Regions from separate parts of the Rattus norvegicus genome. Here region 1 is linked to region 2. Evidence: chromatin contacts called from public Hi-C data. All regions are on one chromosome and are shown on one strand. Each heading gives the region's core, a stretch centred on a gene start, on an enhancer-like site or on the middle of the called end of the contact. The rest is flanking DNA. Distances are from core to core; before and after follow the strand shown.

Evidence for each region. A called contact is a pair of places that touch in the nucleus more often than the background predicts.
Region 1: a contact with region 2 is called in a Hi-C map of liver, with 6 times the contacts expected there. The contact joins two enhancer-like sites. A contact is called at or near these places in 11 of 12 Hi-C or Micro-C datasets (the A7r5 cell line, Schwann cells, frontal cortex and 6 more) and 1 of 1 datasets of contacts at active chromatin or transcription factors (oligodendrocytes).

What each region holds. Positions count from the first base shown.
Region 1 is chr15:41,796,696-41,800,450 of GRCr8, reverse strand. No RefSeq gene overlaps it. Among named protein-coding and RNA genes, the nearest start is that of Blk, 42 kb to the left of the region's middle. Within about 2 kb of position 1,555, at least 10 of the 93 cell types and tissues checked have an H3K27ac peak or open chromatin away from gene starts, as enhancers often do. A contact at or near this core is called in liver, where this site is marked.
Region 2 is chr15:41,506,553-41,510,339 of GRCr8, reverse strand. No RefSeq gene overlaps it. Among named protein-coding and RNA genes, the nearest start is that of Defb44, 21 kb to the right of the region's middle. Within about 2 kb of position 1,784, at least 8 of the 93 cell types and tissues checked have an H3K27ac peak or open chromatin away from gene starts, as enhancers often do. A contact at or near this core is called in liver, where this site is marked.

The DNA of each region.
Region 1 (3,755 bases), core at 306-2,805, 290 kb before region 2:
GGATGTCTTCACTCATCTAGACAGCAGACAGGAAGAGACACCCAGACTGTGGTTATCACTGTACCCCTAGGAAGTGGGATGGAGACCTTCAAGCCCAGCATTGACTTAGTGTCTAGCACTGTAGAGCGCAGCCTTGGGGGACAGAGGATAACATTCATATGAGAAATGAGAAGCAGGGGTGTACCCCAGGTATCAAGCAAACTACAGCTCAGGCCGGGGGCTGAGGGGCCACAAAAAATAACAGGAAGGAACCAAGAAAAGGAGAGGCAGGTCCTGCTGCGGCCTCTAGCCTGGCTAGCTCTGAGGTTGGATGGGGTCCCAGCTATCCCTGGGACCATCCCATGATTCATAGAGTCACATCCCTGCCTACTATCACTGGAGAGCATCCAGGACACTGTGCTGAGTTAAACCTGAGGGTGCGCAGGCCCTATAGCTGTCATGGAAGGTGGTGACTTTATTACCTCCCGAGGTCACACTTAACCCCAAGGAGAAACATCCAGGAATAAGACAGGGCCTCTCCCAAGGGGACCATCTGTCTTCACTCACTCCAGGAAGCAAAGATACTGGGCTCCTGGAGTGCTAGGACATTCTCCAGGCCAACAGTGCCACCTGTGTGTCACTGTGCCTAGGCCTCAGACATGTTCTCTTTTGGCCACTCCCATGGGCGCATCGACTGCGGTCCTGCTCTCGTTTTGCCAATGGGCAAACCAAGACTCTGAAGGTGAGCCTCCCGCTGGTCTTCCTTGCTGGGACCCTGACAGGTGGCTTTCCCTGACTCTGCAGTGCCCTCCTTGGCTACTGTGTCCTGAGAGACGTGGAAATGGTTAGCACAGAAAACTGTAGCCTAGGCAGAGGTGGCCTCAGGATCCCCATGGCCTGACCTCAGCCCTTGCCTGCCTTGCCATGCATGGGTCAAGCCATGGAGGATCTAGCTAAGAAGAAGCCACCCTCGGCTCTGCCTCAGCTGGGCCGGGGAACCCTGACCAATTGCTTTTCTTCTCCATCTCATGGGGGATCTGTGTAATGTTCTGAAATCCGCAGGCACAGGGCTCTGCATGCAGATGGATGTCAATATGTGCACATTCCCTTCCCTCAGACACACTCCATAGTGGAAAGCACCTTCCCTGGAGTCACCCGGGGGCCTAACCTGTCAGATTCCAGCTCCCCCAGACCTCCGGACTTGTTCTCCCTCCTGTTCACCTTGGCCCCTGGACCACCAAGTCTGTGTGGGCTTCACAGGCTGATGGAGGCTGACAGGAGCCGGTCTCAGGGGTGGAGGAAGATTCCTGAGGACCGATGAGGTGGAGGGAACACTGCCCAGCAGCTGACAGGGCCAGGGGAGGTAGGAGGGCGAGGAGAGTACACTATCTCAGACTGCTGCCTTAGAGAAGGGCCAGGGTACCATCTAGGGCCATCTCTGTTGGAGCCCTTGCCCACACCAAGGTCAGTTGGCTTGTGTGGTTAAAATTAGCCTCCTGGTCATTGCCCTGGACTGTGAGTGGCCTTTTCCCATGAACCTCTAGGACCTGGTCTGTCAGAGACCCAATTGGGCTTTGTGCCCTCTATTCTCCAGAGAGCAGGAGACTGCATATAAAACTGTCCAGAGGTGGTGATGGCAGGGCACAGGTGCGTGCAGGCACGTGTGCAGGCTGCGTGTGCACAGGCAAGCAGCCAGCCAACCCAGGAAACCCCGGCAGGGAGAGGCGGTAAAACCCTGTCAGCTTATTGGTATCACTCCTTCATTATGCTGCGTCTCACTCACCTCCCAGATTCCCATGTGACAGCTGATGATGTTCCTCAGGATATTTCTGGCCCCAGTGCTGCACAGTAGCCCCACCCCTTCCCCCACTCCCACATGCCAGGCAGTGTTTGGATGTGTCTGAGTAAGTCAGGAAGAGCTGAAGGCATCTTTGGCCAGGCACTGCCCTCCTCTGGTAAGCTAGGCAGTGTCTGTGTCTCACTATGACCCCAGCCCATAGCATAGGAAAGGCCCCATGGTGTTTGTGCTATGTGACTGAATGGCGGGCGAGCCAATATTTTATTCTTTGCCCACAGTCCATAGATAATGACACACTAATCCAAATAACCCAGCAGAGCAGGGTTCAGTACAGACTGCAGTGCAGTGGGAACGGAGACGGTGAAGAATCTCAATGTTCACCAATCCAGGCCAGACATGCCCAGCCTCCGGGCTCGTGCGGGTGTGTCCCTCTGCTAAGCAGTTCCAAGTTCAGCTTCACCTCTGGCAAATGCAGTCTCTAAGCAGAAGCCAGATGGGTCTGACAGAGCCTCTGAAGTCCTCAGTACCACAGCACACAGCCCCGTAAGGTGGCAGCTAGGATTTTACAGATTGGGTTGGGGGGGACTATGAATTAAACAGCCTGAAGCAGTGGCCCTGCCTGTGAGTCCTGCTGGCGACTCTCCGAGTGACCTCTGATCAAAGTTAAGGTGTCAGTGGGGAAGAAAATATTTGCAGTGCCTGTATAACAAAGGATTACCGAAAAGAAAACCCAAGGGTGGGGGTGGGGGCTTCCTGTTCCTAAACACCCTGGAGACAAGGGGTAGATAAGAGTAGAGCAGTGTCGGGGGAGCCCCTCACAGCCTAGAAACAGAAAGGATGCTTGGTGCACAGTGCAAAGGAAAAGCAAACTAAACACAGGTGTACCATGATCTACCACGAGACATGGCAGGCATTCGTGCCAGGACAACACCTGCAGAAGATGCAGGAAACCAATGATGTCATAAGGTGATGTGAGTTCTCTGTGCACGCTCATGTGTGTGCATGCACACACTGGTGCACTCATATGCACACATGTGCACACACACAGACACATGCATGAATATTCATGCATACACACTCACACATTCCCACATGCACTGGCATGCACACATGTACACACACACACACACACGCATGTGCACGCACACAGATGCAGGTATGCACTTGCACACATTCACACACACATGCACATCTGTGGGGTTTTTGCTCATCTGGAAAGCTGCCCTTCAGCAACGCATACCTTCAAAGACAAACAAACAGGGCCTGCCTTCAGAACCTTGATGCTCAGGCAAGGAAAGACATCAGGGATGTTAACTGATTGCTTTTTGATGAATGGGCTCTTCAACATATCGGGATAGGAAGAGCCAGGAATCATACCTGGACTGATTTTACGCACAACTGCATCTGGTAGCCACATACAGTATGCAGCGAAGGACCACATGATTCACAGCCTCCAGATACCTGCCAGCAGTGTTTAGGAGGGACCTGCTCTTCCAGTGCCAGTCCCGGTGATGCTGCTAGCCTTCCTCCAGGCATGCTACTCCCAGGAGGCCTTACTTTTAAGAGCTTCAGTCTGACAGCACAAAGGCTAGGATGTGAGTTCCGGCTCCACCCGCCCCCAACCCCAAGAGCTAGCATCACCTTCTCAAAGGAGGACCTTGTTGGGTGGCCTCTCAGAGAAGTGCTCAGGCATCTAGGATTTGGACGAAATCCTGGGTGAAAACCCATGGAGACCAGACAACCCAATTCTCGGTCTTTACGGAGGTCACCTGAATCTCAGAGATTTAGTTTTGTCCTCACTTGGTTTTGAAATCACAGCTTCCTCTGGGTTCTGCTGCCATTTCTAAGAGGTAGATGGTGTTCCATGTCTAAGCACAGACCCTTAGACCCTCAGTGATGGAGGACTTCATGGTCCCCTGGTCACGTCTGTAGACATTCAAACTCTGGGATTTCTGTTATCTGAATATTTTGCATATTG
Region 2 (3,787 bases), core at 535-3,034:
GGGGCATGGTTCATTATTCTAGTTTAAAGGCCAGAATACAAAGTTTCAGGGAGATGATTTGCTGAAGGTAAATCAATGATTGAGGAAGATAGTCAAGACACTTGTGTGATTAGGCTTTGAATGGTGTCTTCCAGGCAGAGAGGAGATGTCCCACAGAACACTTCCAAGTCCAGGTTGACGCCTAGGATGGACATGCCGGCAGCTCTGAAAGTCTCTGGGGGTTCCATCTGCCTGGTTTTCCCACCCCATGAATTCCTATAGTAGCTCGCTTCTGGTTAATTTAGTAACTGCCACAAGAGGGATGTCACTTCTGTGATTAGACCCCAGGAGTCTGACTTTGGTCTTCTGTCAGACTGTCCCTTGATGGTTTTGACAAGATAAGATGTGGGGATCATATGGCAAGCACAGGAGAGCCCACTCGACCAATGGGAGCTGAGCCATCATTCCATCATCCCCCTAGGGATCCCCTCCTCACACACAATGGCAGTGGTGACTCATAAGTACTTCCCTCCCTCGTCAAGCCTTCAGAGAATGCCTCCTTCCTTTGCCAACAGTCACCTTGTTGGGTGACCCTGAGAACAAATTTTTTTTTCTTTTTTCTTTTTTTTTTCTTTTTTCGGAGCTGGGGACCGAACCCAGGGCCTTGTGCTTGCTAGGCAAGCGCTCTACCTCTGAGCCAAATCCCCAACCCCCTGAGAACAAATTTTAGATCAAGAATGTTCTCCCAAGTATTTGATAAGTCATTAGTAATATGGACCAAATCAGGCCCAAACCCCAGTCTCAACCAGTCCCTAAAGCTACTAATAGAATCTAGGAACCACTTTTGCCTGCAGGACATTCGTCACTCCTAGCCAATTGGATTTTATTTTGAGAGCCTCTCAAAGAATGGGAGACAGAAATAAACCTGATCCCAAATCAATCAAAAGACTGAATAGGAAAATTTCCCTACACTGCGCAGGGATCCTGTGCTGTATCCCTACCGTCAGGTTAAACCAAATACACACCCGTTTCCTAGGGGTGGGAGTCACATAGCCTCCTGGGTAGTCCAAGGAGCATTAAGCTTTGAATTGGGTTTAAGGTGGTGTTGTTGAGGCATAAGCAAGCAGAATTCTCTTTGAAGGAAAGTGGTTTCATCTGGGTCTGAAATAGTTTCAATAAGCAATTTTTCCAGTAGCATGGGCCTGACACAGGAAAGATAACTTTGTACCCAAAGAAATGAAATTGCCACAAGGAGAACGGATTTACAATTGTTATGGGTGCTTACACAAGGGCTCTTCCCAGTGTGCTCTGCTTACATCACCAATCCAGGCACGATCCTTTCTGCAGCACCCTTGGCCCGTGGGGATTGGCATCCAAAGATGTGTTTCTGCCTGAGAAAAAGTATGCTTTAGCCTGGATTCTGCAGGGCTATGGACACACCATCTTCTTATTGTTATGTCAGGACATATTCTGCCTTGTATGGCCGTGTCCATCCCAGGAGGACTGCATCAAGGCAGAGGGAGGAGGGAGAAGTGCTTTTCTGAATGGAGATTCGTCAATGTACTTCTGTCTGCTGCGGTTATCAGTGTTGCTATTTCAGTGAAGAATGGTGGAGCCTTCACCAGGCTCATGCCAGACGCCATGGGGGTGGGTGTCTGGGCAGTGATAGGGCAGGGACCCTCTCTGTCGTCAGAAAGCATGAGCTCACGCCAAGGTTTCCGTAGGTCGCTGAGATAGGGCCCGGCTCTCTGGAGACAGGCATGACCTCGGGCGGGCCCCTCGTCATTGAACTAAGAGGGCTCCGTGTCAGCCTGAACTTAGTGGTGATAAGGGCCAGATAATGGTAGCCAAACTCCCACGGCCTCTGCAGGCCTTCTCAGGCCCAGAGGCCAGAGAGAGGGCAGGTCAGGGAGGGGCCAGGAGAGGAGGTGGTGCAGTGTGGCCACGTCTCTAAGCCTCTTGGGTAGTTGTTGGGAACCCGAGGTCTCCAGGACCCCCAGGACCTGCTTGTGGGTCCATATCCCTACCTCTAGGCCAGACATTAGGACCATATGGGCACCAGAGCCCTGAGGGGTCATCAGGGTGTGAGCCCTTCCTTTCCTACCCTGCTCAATTTCTTCAATTTAACGGTATCTGTTAGCTATTTTCATGAGTAGGATTAAGAGTGGATGCCTGTGTCCTGGCTGCCATGAATTTGAGGGCCAGAGATAATCGTCAGAAGAGGCTGAACACAGTCCGCACAGCTCTGGGAGGTTTCCAGTGCCTATGCTCTGACTCCGAGTCTTCGCCTAGTGCCTCATCTTACAGCACTCTCCTTTAATAACAGCCAAATCTGTGTGTACCCAAGCGGATGATGCTCAAAGCCCTGAGCTTGTGAGTCTATCCCTTCCCTGTACATCAAGACGGCAGGGGGTGGATTCCAAACTCCGGACCTTCAGAAATAGCTCCTGCTTTTCTGTTCACACCAGTCGGTAGGAGCCACAACCATGTGACAGGAGTCAGAGGTACCATATGCAGTGATGAACTGTGCCTGAGCCACCTGTCCTTGGAGCAGGACCTCCAATCCACACATAGGTGACGTGAGCAGCTTCAACAGCCGAAAAGTAGTCCCACACCTCTGCTGATGTCCTTTACTCTGGAGTCGTCCGCCCCTAGGGCAAGAGTTGGAAGAAATGATTCCGGTGTTATCGGTTCCAAAAACGGAAAACTGAAGCCCTTTTGTTTCGCTAGTAGTTTTCTTCATCTGCCCAACACAGCTAAATGTTAAAAAAAAAAAAAAAAAAAAAGCCTCACTAATCGAGACTCTGGTGCCATCTGCTGGAAGTTTCAGGCACTGCATTGCCTGTAGCGTTCCAATGCAATCTTAGGTTTAAAACAAACGTGGGCTTGCGTAGCTCTGTCTGCTACTTAGAAGTATATGCTCAGAAATAGCTCACAACATGACTGTAAATGATGAAAACAGCCTCTGGGTGTCAGGCTCACCTGTCTGGGTTAGAATAGCGGCAATGACAAAGATTTATGCTCTATCTGTAATGATTTGCTTTTCTTCTTAAGGTGTCTGAAGCCAGAGTGGCAAGATATTACCATTCACTGAAAGTTACGTGTGCAGTCAGGCGTGATGGCTTACACCGTTAATCCCAGCATTTGGGGAGTAGAGGCAGGTGGATCTCTGTGAGTTTGAGGCCAGCCTGGTCTACAGAGTGAGTTCCAGGATAGTCATGGCTACCCAGAGAAACCCAGTCTCTGAAAACAAACACCCACAAAAAAACCCCAACAGCTTACAGGTGCTCATATTGGGAATTGGCTTTATAAACGCTTCTTTGTGTTTAACATAGCCTGCCATGGCAGTAATTAGTCTTTATTATGCTATATGAGATTTCAATTCATCACGTGTTATATACCTCATTCATATGAGGGCAAGAAATAACAGCAAAGTCGTAGGCTGGAGAGATGGCCCAGCAGTTAAAAACCACCTGCTGCCTTCGCAGAAGACCTTGATTCAGGTCCTAGCACCCAGAAGATAGCTCACAGTTCCAGGGGATCAGACACCCTCTTCTGACCTCCCCAGACATCAGACACATGTGTCACACACACACACACACACACACACACACACACACACACACACACACAGATATTCACAAATACATATAGAATAAAAAATTAGACCTTAAAGGCCAACACCTATCATAAAAATGCACAATGTGTTGTCTGGGCTCCTGCAGGAGCTGGGTTAGTAACTGAGGAGCCCTCTGATAGCTGTCGCCATCCACAGATTTCCTGGAGTGATCTGGGTAACTGAGTAGCA